5 separate regions of the Mus musculus genome follow, and all the other regions are linked to region 1. A link is a contact called in public HiChIP or PLAC-seq and promoter capture Hi-C data. All regions are on one chromosome and are shown on one strand. The core of a region is the stretch at or near the end of the contact, and the rest is flanking DNA. Distances in the headings are between cores, read along the strand shown. Region 1 holds the start of Mthfsd (methenyltetrahydrofolate synthetase domain containing). Region 2 holds the start of 1700018B08Rik (RIKEN cDNA 1700018B08 gene). Region 3 holds the start of Irf8 (interferon regulatory factor 8). Region 4 has its middle 59 kb from the start of Gm26747. Region 5 has its middle 5.4 kb from the start of Gm39266.

Evidence for each region. Promoter capture Hi-C pulls out the DNA fragments that hold promoters and counts their contacts. HiChIP or PLAC-seq counts read pairs in DNA pulled down with a chosen protein or histone mark. Capture Hi-C pulls out chosen DNA fragments and counts their contacts.
Region 2: a promoter capture Hi-C map of embryonic stem cells shows a contact between it and region 1, with 6 times the contacts expected there. The contact joins the promoter of 1700018B08Rik here to the promoter of Mthfsd in region 1. A contact is called at or near these places in 21 of 39 promoter capture datasets (the 3T3-L1 cell line, 3T3-L1-derived adipocytes, the C10 cell line and 14 more), 4 of 15 datasets of contacts at CTCF or cohesin (embryonic stem cells, large pre-B cells and pro-B cells), 12 of 484 Hi-C or Micro-C datasets (the G1E-ER4 cell line, the HL-1 cell line, cerebral cortex and 3 more), 34 of 115 datasets of contacts at active chromatin or transcription factors (the 230-238 cell line, VIP interneurons, acute myeloid leukemia and 21 more) and 3 of 9 other capture datasets (adipose tissue, liver and pancreatic islet).
Region 3: a contact with region 1 is called in a promoter capture Hi-C map of adipose tissue. The contact joins the promoter of Irf8 here to the promoter of Mthfsd in region 1. A contact is called at or near these places in 4 of 39 promoter capture datasets (embryonic stem cells, hippocampal neurons, liver and 1 more), 1 of 15 datasets of contacts at CTCF or cohesin (large pre-B cells), 1 of 484 Hi-C or Micro-C datasets (embryonic stem cells), 5 of 115 datasets of contacts at active chromatin or transcription factors (embryonic stem cells, forebrain, large pre-B cells and 2 more) and 1 of 9 other capture datasets (adipose tissue).
Region 4: a contact with region 1 is called in an H3K4me3 HiChIP or PLAC-seq map of craniofacial prominence, with 10 times the contacts expected there. The contact joins the enhancer-like site here to the promoter of Mthfsd in region 1. A contact is called at or near these places in 9 of 39 promoter capture datasets (the HPC-7 cell line, cranial neural crest, embryonic stem cells and 6 more), 2 of 15 datasets of contacts at CTCF or cohesin (the NIH/3T3 cell line and embryonic stem cells), 1 of 484 Hi-C or Micro-C datasets (embryonic fibroblasts), 28 of 115 datasets of contacts at active chromatin or transcription factors (the 230-238 cell line, the SCID.adh cell line, SST interneurons and 19 more) and 4 of 9 other capture datasets (adipose tissue, embryonic stem cells, liver and 1 more).
Region 5: a contact with region 1 is called in an H3K27ac HiChIP or PLAC-seq map of microglia, with 6 times the contacts expected there. The contact joins the enhancer-like site here to the promoter of Mthfsd in region 1. A contact is called at or near these places in 6 of 39 promoter capture datasets (the SN4741 cell line, embryonic stem cells, hippocampal neurons and 2 more), 4 of 115 datasets of contacts at active chromatin or transcription factors (forebrain, large pre-B cells, memory CD8 T cells and 1 more) and 1 of 9 other capture datasets (pancreatic islet).

Annotation. Positions count from the first base shown.
Region 1 is chr8:121,107,034-121,109,642 of GRCm38.p6, forward strand. It overlaps Mthfsd (methenyltetrahydrofolate synthetase domain containing), which reads right to left and starts at 1,304. Exons shown (of 9, transcript NM_001372381.1): 1 at 1,255-1,304. The coding sequence starts at 1,270.
Region 2 is chr8:121,543,005-121,545,613 of GRCm38.p6, forward strand. It overlaps 1700018B08Rik (RIKEN cDNA 1700018B08 gene), which reads right to left and starts at 1,324. Exons shown (of 9, transcript NM_001382232.1): 1 at 1,287-1,324; 2 at 1,000-1,152. The coding sequence starts at 1,033. 1700030M09Rik (RIKEN cDNA 1700030M09 gene) reads left to right here and starts at 1,384. Exons shown (of 3, transcript NR_045903.1): 1 at 1,384-1,718; 2 at 2,263-2,353.
Region 3 is chr8:120,735,057-120,737,665 of GRCm38.p6, forward strand. It overlaps Irf8 (interferon regulatory factor 8), which reads left to right and starts at 1,302. Exons shown (of 9, transcript NM_008320.4): 1 at 1,302-1,353.
Region 4 is chr8:121,476,722-121,479,330 of GRCm38.p6, forward strand. No RefSeq gene overlaps it. Among named protein-coding and RNA genes, the nearest start is that of Gm26747, 59 kb to the left of the region's middle. Within about 2 kb of position 1,315, at least 35 of the 459 cell types and tissues checked have an H3K27ac peak or open chromatin away from gene starts, as enhancers often do. A contact at or near this core is called in the NIH/3T3 cell line, craniofacial prominence, embryonic fibroblasts and 2 more, where this site is marked.
Region 5 is chr8:120,763,500-120,766,108 of GRCm38.p6, forward strand. No RefSeq gene overlaps it. Among named protein-coding and RNA genes, the nearest start is that of Gm39266, 5.4 kb to the right of the region's middle. Within about 2 kb of position 1,287, at least 36 of the 459 cell types and tissues checked have an H3K27ac peak or open chromatin away from gene starts, as enhancers often do. A contact at or near this core is called in memory CD8 T cells and microglia, where this site is marked.

The sequences.
Region 1 (2,609 bases), core at 54-2,553:
CATCTATACCTGCCACTGTGACACCACTTGCATAGGAATTTGCGACCGAGTCAGACCAGCTTAAGATAACCAAAAGTATTAGTTTTCCCTCGAGCTCCCTGGCCAGTTGAGAGAAGCACCTTCATTTCTGCTAGGAAGCTGGAACACACTGAAACCAACTGTAAATCAATCTGTAGTCTTTCCTCGGCAGTGCTAGGGGTTCCTGCATCCCAGGCAAGCTCTCTACGAGTGAGCTACACACCTTTTTGAGGCAGGGTGTCTCTCTGATCAAAATGGGGCTTGAACCTTTAAGTGCTCTTCCTTCAGCCCCCAAATAGTGAGGTTACGGGTGTGCCACCAGGTCTGGCTAGAAGGTCATCTTTTGAACTAGTTAGTGATCCAGTGGGTCACACCTGGGGCTTTAAGTGTGCTAAGCAAGAACACTATCACTGAGCCACACTCCCAACATGTCCTTTAAACTGTTAAATCTTACAAATGACCTTACAAACCTCACAAGGCAGGCGTATAGAAAGTACATTTGTCTTCCTTGATATTTATAGCTGGTGCAAGCCTTTAATCCGAGCTCTTGGGAGGCAGAGGCGCTCTAAATCTCTAAATTTTGAGGCCAGCCTGAAATACAGAGTGAATTCTAGGGCAGCCAGGATTACACAGAGGAACCCTGACTCGAAGAAAACAAAACAAAACAAAGCACAAAGATGTATTTATTGTATATGTGCACCGCCAGCAACCGAACCGGCGGGGTGTGCATGCAGGTGCGGGAGGGCACTGGGTCCCTTCCCGTGGAACTGGACTTGTGAGTCACCGCATAGGCTTGCTGGGCCTTTCTCCCTCCTCTCTTCTCCACCTCCCTCCCTTCCTCTCCCGCTCGCTCTCCTCTTTCACTTCTCTCCTCTCTCTCCCTTCCTCCCTCTCTCTCCTGCTGGTATCACAGCGTTTGCACCAGCAGACCCCACTGACCAGCAATGGTTGCCTTCCCTACTTTCGCGGCCGGTGCACTTGTCGAGAACGCTTTGCAGCGCGGGCCGGGTGCCTGCTGGGCGAGTGCTCGCCGCCGCTGCGCGACCTCCCCAGCCTGGCTGGCTAAAACCTGTCCAGCCAAGCAAGGCGAGGATGGGACTGATCCTCCCTCCCGGCTGCCAGCCTCGGCGTCCCAGCCGTACCAGGCCGAGCCGCGTCCTCCCCCACGCATGCGGACCACGGGAACAACCGCGCCGTCCCAGCCTCGGTTTCCCCATCACCCTCGGTCTTCCTCACCCTCCTGGGTCTCCATGGCTAACACGTCACCGAGCGACGCCCCGTAGCATGTCCCCGCGCGCTAGTGACGCCAGACGCCAGCGCTTCGTGCTGCACCTGCGCACTGAAGCTAGTGACCCGCAAGGTTCGCGCACGCGCGGTTGGTGCAGTGGGCGGACTCCCGTTCTGGGTTTGGGGTTCCCTGCAGTAGTAGCACCGACGCATTAGAGGACCAGAGGTCACCGCTGGAACTGCCTTGCAACGCGGATGCCCAGGATTTCCCGAGACACACACGCACACAACACGCATACATTTATACCGTATGGAACATATAACACTCTAGGGCGGACGAGATGGTTCAGCGAGATAAAGGCGCTTGTTGCTAAGCCTGACAACTTGAGTTCGATTCTCAGGACCCACACAGGGTAAAAGGAGAAAAATGACTCCCGAAAGTTGTCTTTTGAGCTTCACAAGCTCTGTGTGTGTGTGTGCGAGTATGTATAGTACCTATAGAAACATCCCTTGAAATTCAAGGTTAACAAGGAAACCTGTTTATAGGAGTGGATCTAGGGTTTCCAACTTTCTTTTCTGTACCATGAATTGTACCAGGAACACGTGGTTAGACATAAAAATAAAGACTGTTTATAAAGGAAAGGCACTCCTGAAATGAAGAGGGTTGTAAGTCAGGGACAGCTTGGTCGATTTTGTGTGTGTGTGTGTGTGTGTGTGTGTGTGTGTGTTCCCAATGCTTGTAGTCAGCATACTGTGCATTTGGAGCATCTGTTGGGCTAAGGATGTACAAGTCTGCACTGGCCACTCAGCTCCACACATCCTAGCCTCTGATTGGGGGATGTGAGGGCAGCTATTGTCTGATTGGGGGATGTAAGGGCAGCTAGTGTCTGTTTTGCAGCTTTGCCTTTGCACCTTGAACAGACAAGGCTTCCCTGAACTGCCCTGTACCTGAGAAAGGTGGCGTCATGGGTGCCATCTTCACGGATTCCCCGGTTGGTTAGAGATTGTTAGCACTCAGTCCTTCCTGCCCACTAATCACCAAAATGATTAGTACACTTTTTTTTTTTTTTTTTTTGAGACAGGGTCTGACTATGCAGCCCTGGCTGGCCTTGAAACCACAGACCCACTTGTCTCTTCTCCCAAGGGCTGTGAAGTTGTGAGCCACCATGCCTGGCTAATGTTTGCCTTTCCTGCCCTTCCCCAACCCCAGCTTCCTTTTTCTCTTCCTCTTCCTCCCTCATTTCTTCCTTTCTTCTGTCTCTTCCTGTTCCTTTAGGTGTTTTGAGACAGGGTTGTACTCTGTCCTGACCTTGAACTCACAATCCTCCTGCCTCAACCTCCCAAACTCCCATGTGCTAGGAGTA
Region 2 (2,609 bases), core at 74-2,573, 440 kb after region 1:
TCTTGGGGGTCTGCCCCTAGAGGATCTCAAGTTCTTCCCAGCACCCCGCGGACAGTCAACACCCACCAAAGGGGTCCTTCCCCTCCCCCACAGTCCCTCGGCTTCGCGCCACAGACCGACAGTCCACAGCTGGCAACAGCCCAGAGACCTGGTGGGCTGGGGCAGGCACTGTGGTAGCGGCTGGTGCAGCGGGGTGCCGGGCCCCTGCTAGTAAACAACAAGAAACAACTCAGCAAAAAGAAACACCCGTGGATACAGAGAAAGAAGAATGGCTGCCATAGCCATTCTAGAAAGCACAGCAAGCCCACAGCTGAGGTGTCGAAGCTGCAGGAAAGAGGATCCCAGCTATTCAGGAGGCTGAGCCTGGAGCCTGAAGACCATTTGAGAGCATGACGGATGTCAAGACTTCCAGGCCAGCCTAGACTACTGAGGAACCCTGACTCAAAATGCAAAAATAAAATAAAATAAAACAAGATGAAAAAATAAGGGTCTGGAGAGATGGCTCAGGGGTTAAGAGCACTGCCTGCTCTTCCAGACGTCCTGAGTTCAATTCCCAGCAACCACTTGGTGGCTCACAGCCATCTGTCATGCGATCTGACGCCCTCTTCTGGTGGGTCTGAAGACATCGACAGTATACTCATATACATAAATCTTTTTAAAATTATATAAAATAAAAATCAGGCAGGCAGGGGCAGTATATGCCTTTAGTCCCAATACTCAGAGAGGCAGAAGCAGGTGGATCTCTTAGAGTTGGAGGCCAGCCTGGTTCCAGGATAGACCAGACTACATATATTCCCTCCTCCTGCGGACACTTCCCAGGTCTGTCAGGCTGGACGTTGGAGGGTTCTAAGACAAGGTCACCCCAGCACCTCCGACTAGAGTCAGTTACATGTCTTGTCTCGTGCCCTTGCTACAGGGCTCTTAGCGTCTTGCCCTACTGTGGTATTGTGAGCTTCCCGGGGGTTGACACTCTGTCAGCTCAGCCAGCTTGGCCATTACCTTTTCCTCCTGGGGTCGCTGGTATCATGGCCATCCCTTTGTTCCCTGTCTCCAGTGGTGACACGTCCCAGTTCTTTCAGTGGTTGTGACTGGTCTTTCTTCACTCTGCCCTCCAGTGTGCTGTGGGACACAGCATCACCACCATCATCCTCACTATCATCAGAGCGGGAAAGGGAAGAGGCCCACACGGGTTCTAATAACTTGCTACTCCCCAGACGCCTGTCAGCCTGCTCCCCATGGTCCTAGGGCTCCCTTGAAGTGTGTGGGAGAGGCAGCCACCTACTTGCCTGTGCACCGTCTGTGTCCCCCACAACCATGGTACTCCGTGGAAGCCAGCCTTCCAATGGAACTATGGAATGCTGGGAACAGAGGCTCCACAGTGATGACGGGGACAAGCCATTCCTCTCAGGCAGCCCTTGTCCCCCTCCTGGCTCCAGAAGGGCAGCATAGGCCCAGAAGCTGCAGGCGTGGACAGAAACGAGGTCTCCCGGGCTCCGGGTGCGGAAGGCTCAGTGGAAACTTTCTGAGTGGTTGTCTTCAAAAGGCCCACCTAGCACAGGACTCCAGAGAATGCTTCGTTGAGCCCGGAGCAGCTGTCCAGACCTGGTGTCCAGAGTGATCCAGCAGCTCCACGCAGCAAGCTCCAGAGATCAGCCACAGACTGGTGCCCCCCCACCCCAGGCAGCAATCGGCTGCATCATGGCCTCACTGGGGCACAGGCAAGTGGAGTCAGACCCAACCCCCAGCTGTTCTCTCAGCTCTGCCCCACATCTGACCCTCTCTAGCTCCTCATCCACACCTAGACAGCCAGGAAACTATATCTGCAGGCCTCACTGCAGCTATCTTAGCAACCTGGAGGCCATTCTTAGCAAGGCAATCCAGGTATATCCTCAGCCCCTTCGGGGGCTTCTGTGACGCTCAGGGAGCCACAATCCTTATCACGGCTCCTGGGGCAGTAGATAACGCTGAAGAGCCACACACGAGAGACTCCATCCAACTCTACAGCTCAGCCTCCTTCCCCGACGGTGCTCCTTGCTGCTCCACGGTGCCATGTGCTCCCTCTATGAAGCCTCCTGTCCCCTCAGCCCGAAATGTTCTGCCTGTCACCAGCCATTCTCCGCAGAACGGCAGGGCTATGCCTAGCTCCAGCCAGCCACTAGCCCATGTGGACTCCTCCCCAGTCTCCAGCCCAGGTGTTCCCTACTCAGGTGGCTCCTTGTGTCCTTTCTCCTTCCCACACTTCTCCACTGGCATCTTCTACAGGGACAGTGCAGAGACCTTGAACAAACATCCCGTCGTACATGGCCACCATCCCAGTGTGCATACAGAAAGAGGCCACCCTGGCCATTAAGAGGTGGGCACCACTGTGGCCTGTAAGGAGGGATGGCGGGGACAGTGAGGAGCTTCGAGGACATGCTCCTTCCTGTGCGGGAGGGAAAGCAAGATGGTGCAGCCACTGTCAGATCGAAGCAGGGTTGGTTTTTGTTGTTGTTGAAGTATTTCTGTGTATGTGTGTTTGCCTGAATATATGTTAGTGTGGCACATCCACACGGCACCCACAGTGCCAGAAGAAGGCACAGAAGCCCCTGGAACTGGAGTTATAAGATGGC
Region 3 (2,609 bases), core at 52-2,551, 370 kb before region 1:
GTATAAATGCACACAGGAGTCTGTTGTAGTAATCTGAGCGTGTCTGACTTCTGGACTCTGCCCTTCACAGCAAACACTTATTAAAACACTCCCATATTACTATTAAAGAATTTGAGCTGGACTATGGTGGCACACACCTTTAATCCCAGCCCTTGGGAGGCAGAGGCTAGCAGATCTCTGTGAATTTGAGGCCAGCCTGGTCTAGTTCGGGGACAGCCAGGGCTACAGGGAAACCCTGTCTTGGAAAACAAACAATAAACCCAATAATAATAGTAATAAAACAAATGAGCTTTGAAAAGTAGTTTTCATTTGAAATTCCTTGGCTCCAGGGAACTCCACTTGGCTTTTGACTGTTGGATGGTATTTATCATTGAACTAATACCCGGTAATGTCTTAAGTGCCTTTCAGGTATACCACAATGCTCATCAGGATAAACTAGAGTTAGAAGGTTCTGTTTGGAAAATCCTTATTTGAATTCGTATTTATTTGAAACCTAGCCGTATACTTCTTGTATTTGTGGACCAATCAAAAATTCTTGTCGCGGCTCCAACGTTTTCCTAAGTATTTTAAAAGCCAGACGGGTGAGAGTCCTGTAAGCGTGGCCGCAGGTGTGTAATTGGGCAGCCTGCAACGAAAGTCCCTCTCGACCCTCACCTAAGGCTCCCCGCTCCCACATCCTACTCAGGTTGGGAACAGGCTCGACCGGGCTCCTGACATCACTGGGGGACACAAGGGAACCGATAATGCGTAGCCTTCCTGGGGGCATCCCAGCCTCAGCGCTCGCGACTCCCCTGGTTTCCCAGATTTCCTGCGCAATTTCAGGCGGTCATCCTCCATCCAGGAGGGCGCGCTGCAAGTGGCTGTCACCCAGCACGCAGCTCTGGGACTGGTCTTTGCTCTGAAACTCCAGCCTGAGCAGCTGACACTCAGGGTGCCCCTGGACACGTGCCCGGGACAGAGGCTCTCCAAACCTGAACGACACCCCGAGGATGATCCGTGCATCACCAGCCTCCTTGACCTTAGGCAGACGCCCCAGCCCCCCGGCCATTTTTGGGGCAGCCCCCTCCCCCGCCGCCCCCGGAGTAAAGAGAGAAAAGGACTCCACGGGGTCGGGGACGTGCAAAAGTGATTTCTCGGAAAGAGAGCGCTTCAGAGAAGGCGGATTTGGCAGGCTGCGCTGATTGGGCCGCGCCAGCGCCCCTCCCGCTCCTCAATTAGCTCGCGCGACCGTCGCTCTGCGCGCGGGACCCGCCTTCTCCCCCGCCCCATCTATAAAAGCAGGCGCGCGCGTACGGGCCTCCAGGAGCCCGCGGGCGGTCCCGGAGGCGCGGGCAGCGTGGGAACCGGCGGCAGGTAGGACGCGATGGGGTGGGCGCGGGGGCCGGGGCTGTGGCTCTCCCACCTTCGCCCAAACGGAGTGCACAGCACGTTAGCAGGTGCTTGCTCTGGCTGCTCTCCAAAAACAACAACAACAACCAACAACAACAACAACAACAAAACCCAACCAAATGAACAAACACCTCTCCCTTTAAAATCTGCCTGATGGCCAACTTCATAATGAAGAGAAATAGATCTGCCAATCACCGCGCGGCAGCCCGGCTTCCATGCATGAACTATCCAAAGCTCGCGACTGGGCTCGCCCAGGGACCGACTGGCTTTGATTCTGACTAGTGGCAATCTGATTGCCCAGTGGCGCTGGACTTCTCTGATTGTCCAGTGGCCCAGCTGGCCCCGGAAGGAAAGTCTTCCGTGTGGGTCCCACACAGCTCTCAAGACCAGATTTGCTGTGAGCTTGGCCCCAGGCTATAGGGGCAGACTTTTCCCCTGGTGAGAAAGATTACTTACCCACAGCCGGGAAGGGCGTTCAGGGGGTAGAAACTAATAGAAACCATTCACTAGAATCTTAAAATGGTAGATCACTGTTTTGTTTGTTTTTGTTTTGTTTCTGATACAGGGTATCACTCTGTAGCCCAGGCTCATTCCAATGAGCTCCCGGTTATCCGCCTACCTCTTCTGAGTGTTAGGATTTCAGGCGGAGCTTGGGGGGTGCCCAGGTGCTCAATGGCCCTGTTTTTTTCTTTTAAAGTCAAACGATAAGAGCAGTTTCGTGACAGTTCTAGGTTTGTCCCTTTAAGTTATGGCAGGCTCCTTCATGAAGAACTGGGACCGATTCAGTGTCCCTGAGGAAGCTTGGGGCCAGAAAGAGATGGGTCTGTGATGGATTTCCGTTCAGTGGTGGTCAGACTGTGGCCCAGGGCTGAATGAAAGGGATTACGGTGTGGTGTGAGCCCCGCCAAACATGGCTGGTGCAGATGTTGACAGCTGTGTTAGGCGAGCCTCTGTCCCCTGCCTTGTGAGAAGCCTGACCTAAGACACGTTGCTCTAGATGTAAGTTAGCTGTAGGCAGGATTGGGCCCACAGGGAATGCTGCCTCAAAATCAAGAAGAGGAAGCTAGAATCATGTGAGCGTGTTTATAAACCATTAATTGTCCATAGTTGTAAGAGAGTCAGGCTATGCCTGTCTAGGACCTCAGATTGGCCTCCAAGGCAATAGAGGAGATTGTCCAGGTGCTGAGAGCCGGACCCTGTCAGGTGTTCTTTCATCTGCA
Region 4 (2,609 bases), core at 65-2,564, 370 kb after region 1:
CCTCAAAGGCTGGGAGGAGCCTGGAACCTGGAGTGAGCACTCCACTGGATGCCCTCTTTTCTCTGTTTTAGGTGCTGTGGAGCCGGCACTCTGATAGCACTGTCGGGTTGTTTTGGTTTGGTTTGGTTTTTGGTTTTGTTGTTTTGTTTTGGTTTTGTTTGTTTTTGAAGCCAGCAACAAGCAGTTAAGTAACTCAAGTCCCCGTATTTTTCTGCACGTCCCTACCTTCCTTTTCCCAAACGTCATGAGAGAGGGCTATGTTGGAGCCTGGACAGGGACAGTCCACCTAAGCACCAGTTGTTCCGTCTTACTCTGAAGTCAACACCAGCAGCAAAGGGCTGAAAACCAGGCTGTCCTGATGAGAATCTGGTTATCCAAGGTTCCTGCTAATTGCTGGTGACACATAGACGGTGACTAAAACCAATGAAATGCCTTTGTTTTCAGGAAACTAGATGCTTCGAGGAGGTCTCTGGGGAGGAGGAAGAGGGTGAGCGGGAAGGGAGTGGATGTCAGTGATGGGAGGGAAACCAACAAATTACAATAGCATACATCTCAAAACAACAGACTCTTGGTTGTCACCGAGGGAAGGGAAGAAAGGGGTAAGGAGGGACATGCTCCAAGTGTGTCAACCACAACTGAATGTGGCCTTACATACCCAGTGTAATAAAAATAAAAAATAATAAAAAATAAACAAAAAAACAATCTTTGGGGTGTGTGTGTGTTTGTACATGTACATATACATCACACACCAAAAAAAGAAAATGGAAAAAAATGTATTACTTTGTGCACTGACTTTAAAAAATGTTTTAAATGCTCTACTTAAGCCAGCTATTTATTCTATCATCAATATCCTTAAAATGCCACTAATGCCCCAAAACAATTTCTCTCTTGATATAACTGAAGAGGACCAGCCCAAGGCCCATATCAGTGTCAAAGTCAGGAACTGGAAGATGAGAGAGCCAGCTTCCCATCCCAGAGCAGCTCAGAGCTGAGAGAGACAGGACATTCCACCCTAAGAATGATTCACCTCCATCCAGCCTTCAGACGCTCAGAGGCGTCTTTCTGTGTGTCCCTGGAAGGTGAGTGCTTCCCTAACATGCAGCCCTTGGGCTCCTCAGAACCCTTCTCTAAACAGGTTGAATTCTTGTAAACTCTCCAAGAAAGTTCCAAATTCCATCCTTGCAACCCCAGACCCGGGACCCTAATGGGGCGGGCGGTTTCCTTTTTCCTCAGCCGGCAACTTTTCCAAACAGGACAGGAAGATGAGTAGTCTTCAAAGAATTCTTCATGTTCGTCCGAAAACGCAGATTCCCATCTGTCTGGAGGTTGCTTTTGGGCCAAAGCCACAGGGATCATGGAGTGCCTTTGGATGCTCTGATGAGCTCTGGGCAGTCCAGTTTCACCCCAGTGAGTAGGCCCAGCCTCTTTTCCCTACACCCTGGAGCTCACTGGAGCCCCTGTACCTGCAGCCTCTGGTAGGCCCCCCACTCGAGGGGCTGGCGGACCTGAAAGGCCCACATCTGCTACCCTGGCCACAGTGATCTATGTTCCCACCGCCAAGGCCTGCGGTGCCAGCCCCACGTCGAGAGCTGGATTGTGGTGGTCTGTCTGTGTTTGTTGAAATTGGGCCTGGAGCAAGGGCCTCGCCGGCGAGACTCCCTGGAATGTGCGCAAGCCCTGTGCAGCCAGCTCTGTCAGCAAGCTCAGGAAATGGCTGCAGGGCTGGGCCAGCGCAGGCTCCCCCAGAAGACATCATCAGGAGGGGACCGAGGGACAGATGCAGCTGCCAGAACAGAGGTCCCTTTTGTGTGGGCGCAACCATCCTATTCTCTCCAGGTTTACAGTATGAGGTCCTGATTTATCTGGACCAAGTAAAAAATTCAAATAGGAAACTAGAATTTTTTCATTTGCCTCACAGAGCATTTTCCAGAAAGAAAACTAAAGCATGCTGTGTTTGAAGCTGCAAGCATAGGCCCTAGTATCAAAATAACAATAGAGGTGCATTAGTGTGTCAAAGTAACCATAGAGGTGCATTAGTGTGTCCGAGTAACAATCAATGCACATTAGTGTGTCAAAGTAACCATAGAGGTGCATTACTGTATCAAAGTAACAATGGAGGTGCTTTAGGAGTCTAGAGGGCATCTGGCCTGCATTTATATCTGTGGACCACAGGCCTGCAGAGGCCAGAAGAGGTTGTCAGATCCCCTGGAACTGGAGGTACAGACAGTTGTGAGCCACCAGCAGCCCTATTGGTAGTTCCCAGGGGTCAGCTGTGACAAGACTCACAAAACGAGGTACAGCTGGTAGAGGCCACCCCTGTACATGACAGATGTGGTTCATTAGACTCTATAAATATGGGACCATGGCAGGGTGAAGTGGGCAGGGTAGACATAGTGGGACATGAGTGGAGACCCACGGAGGCTGCCAGTCTGAAAGCGAGGAGCTGGGCTGGGCTCTAACATCTGGCGTGGGACTGGTCTCATTTCTTAACGTTCTGGGATGTGGAAGGAGTGATGTCCACCGGCTGGTCAGTATGGAGTGAGGAAATGTGTGTCAGACAGCTTTGTCCATCGCCAAATCGTCCCCCTGACCCAACAGCTTAGAACAAC
Region 5 (2,609 bases), core at 37-2,536, 340 kb before region 1:
CCCTCGTAAGCTGGTTGACAGCTTCCTCCTTCAGACTCCTCTGCCAACCTCCAGAATAAAATAAACAACTCCCTTTGCACTGTGGGAGCTCAGTACAAAGGGAGGCTCCTCTATAGTACACTCAAGGAAGGCAAGACTCCTTCCATTTGTGTTCCCTGGTGTATCTTCAGGCCTGCAGCCCAGAGCCAGGTGGATGATAAAGGGTCTAGTACTCTTGTGACTCCATCCATCCACCGATCAATCCACCTGTCACTTGCTCTTGAATTCACTTAGCACTTATCCACCCAAACATCTATCTATTCATCCACCCATTCATTTATCCACTTGATAATGCATCTATTCATCCACTCAAATATCCACCCATCCTCTATCCATCCCTCCCTCCCTCCCTCCCTCCATCCATCCATCCATCCATCCATCCATCTATCCATCCAACTATCCATCCATCCATCCATCCATCCATCCATCCATCATTCCATCCATCCATCCATCATTCCATCCCTCCCTCCCTCCCTCCCTCCATCTATCCATCCACCCATCCATCCAACTATCCATCCATCCATCCATCCATCCATCCATCCATCCATCCACTCTCTTATCTACTGACACATCCACCCACCTACCCCAGCATCTGTCTGCTCACCCACCACCTGTTCATCTTCCCTTCCATTTGCATGTATCCCACCAGCCACCTGTCCTCCACCCACCCACACATATCATTGTTTATCCATTGACCCATCTACATATTCATTCACTTACCTATTCATCTCCCTACCATCTGTTCACAACCACCCACCCATTCATCTACTTATCTCTCTACCCACCCACTCACTACCCACCCACTCACCCACCCACCATCCACCCATCCATCTACTTATCCATCCATCCCTTCACCTATCATGTACCTATCCTCCCATCTACTGAGACAAGCAGAGTGACAGGGTTGTCACACAGGATCAAGGGAGAAATGCTTCCTTCCCTCTCAGAGCCTATATCATCTTGGTCCTGCAGGGAATGGTCCTGTCTGCTGATGGATCTGCAGGCCTTAGGCCTTGAACACCTTGCTGTGGCTGTGGATGGCCTTGTGCTGTGTGCAGATGATGGCTCAAAGCAAGGCTACCACATTTGCATCTTTTACCATTTTGGTCTCAGTTTTGTAGAGGAAACTTTTCTGGAACTCTTTTAAAAACCAGAAGAAAAAAAAAAAGCACAGGAAATCATGTCTTGTGTTCTTGGTAGTTAAACTTGTGCTAAGTTTGAACACAGCCTTCTTCCTTTCCTTCCTTCCTCCTTTCTTGGTTTTCTTTTATCTTTCTCTCTCAAGTGTGAAGTGAAGAACATGTTGCAGGGAGGTGTGTGTGGGGGGAGTGCTGACCTGCAGTGTGAGGTGGGGGGAGTGCTGGCCTGCAGTGTAAGGTGGGGGGGAATGCTGGCCTGCAGTGTAAGGTAGGGGGGAGTGCTGGCCTGCAGTGTGAGGTGGGGGGAGTGCTGGCCTGCAGTGTAAGGTGTGTGTGGGAGAGAGTGCTAGCCTGCAGTGTAAGGTGTGTGTGGGGGAGAGTGCTGGCCTGCAGTATAAGAGGGGGGAGTGTTGGCTGGCCTGCAGTGTCAGGTGTGGGGGAGTGCTGGCCTGCAGTGTAAGGTGGGGGGGGAATGCTGGCCTGCAGTGTAAGGTGGGGGGGAATGCTGGCCTGCAGTGTAAGGTAGGGGGGAGTGCTGGCCTACAGTGTGAGGTGTGTGTGTGTGTGTGTTGCTTTCAGTGTAAGGTGGGGGTGGTGCTGGCCTGCAGTGTGGTGTGGGGGTAGTGCTGGCCTGCAATGTGAGGTGGGGGTAGTGCTGGTCTGCAGTGTGAGGTGTGTGGGGGTGCTAGTCTGCAGTGTGAGATGGGGTGGGGTTTGCTGGTCTGCAGTGTGAGGTGTGTGTGTATGTGGAGGGGGAGTTCTGGCCTTCAGTGTGAGGTGTGTGTGTGGGGTGCTGGCCTGCAGTGGAAGGGAGTGGGAATGGGGCTTGGACACTACAGGATGCCCAAGGGAGAAGATGCCTTTTGAACAGGATGATTGTGGTGCGATGAAATACAGGCAGAGAGCAGGGATGATGTCCAGTCGTGAAATGGCTCTGCGGGAGCCCCAGAGATGGCTGAGAGTGGCCAAATGTCCAGGATGTGACTGCTGTGAGTGCTGCACTGGTTATAGGGGGCTTTAGGCTCAGGAGGCCAGAGCCATGGCTGTGACCACTGCCAGGTGTCATGTGGGCGGGGCTGGGATGGAGGGAGAATGGTTTCTGTTGCTCTAGCTGTGGGAGGGAGCTCTGTGCCCCATGCTCTACCTTCCTCCTCTGTAAAGCCAGGATATCCTGGGACTCCTGTTTCTCAGATCCACGTGAAGGAGAAGGGAGAGTGCCCACGTGCTGGTCCCCAGTGTGATTTCCCCACATTGATGACCCTTGTCCAGGCAGCTAGGTGGATGCAAGTGACCAGAGAAAGCCATAGGTCAAAGGAACAGGGCATCCAGCTGGCATGGGGGGGGGTACTGTGAACCCCACAGAATCAGCTCTGCCTGGGGAGCTCCCAGGTTCAGAGTCAACCCCCGTTAGCATCCTGGTGTATGCTGTGG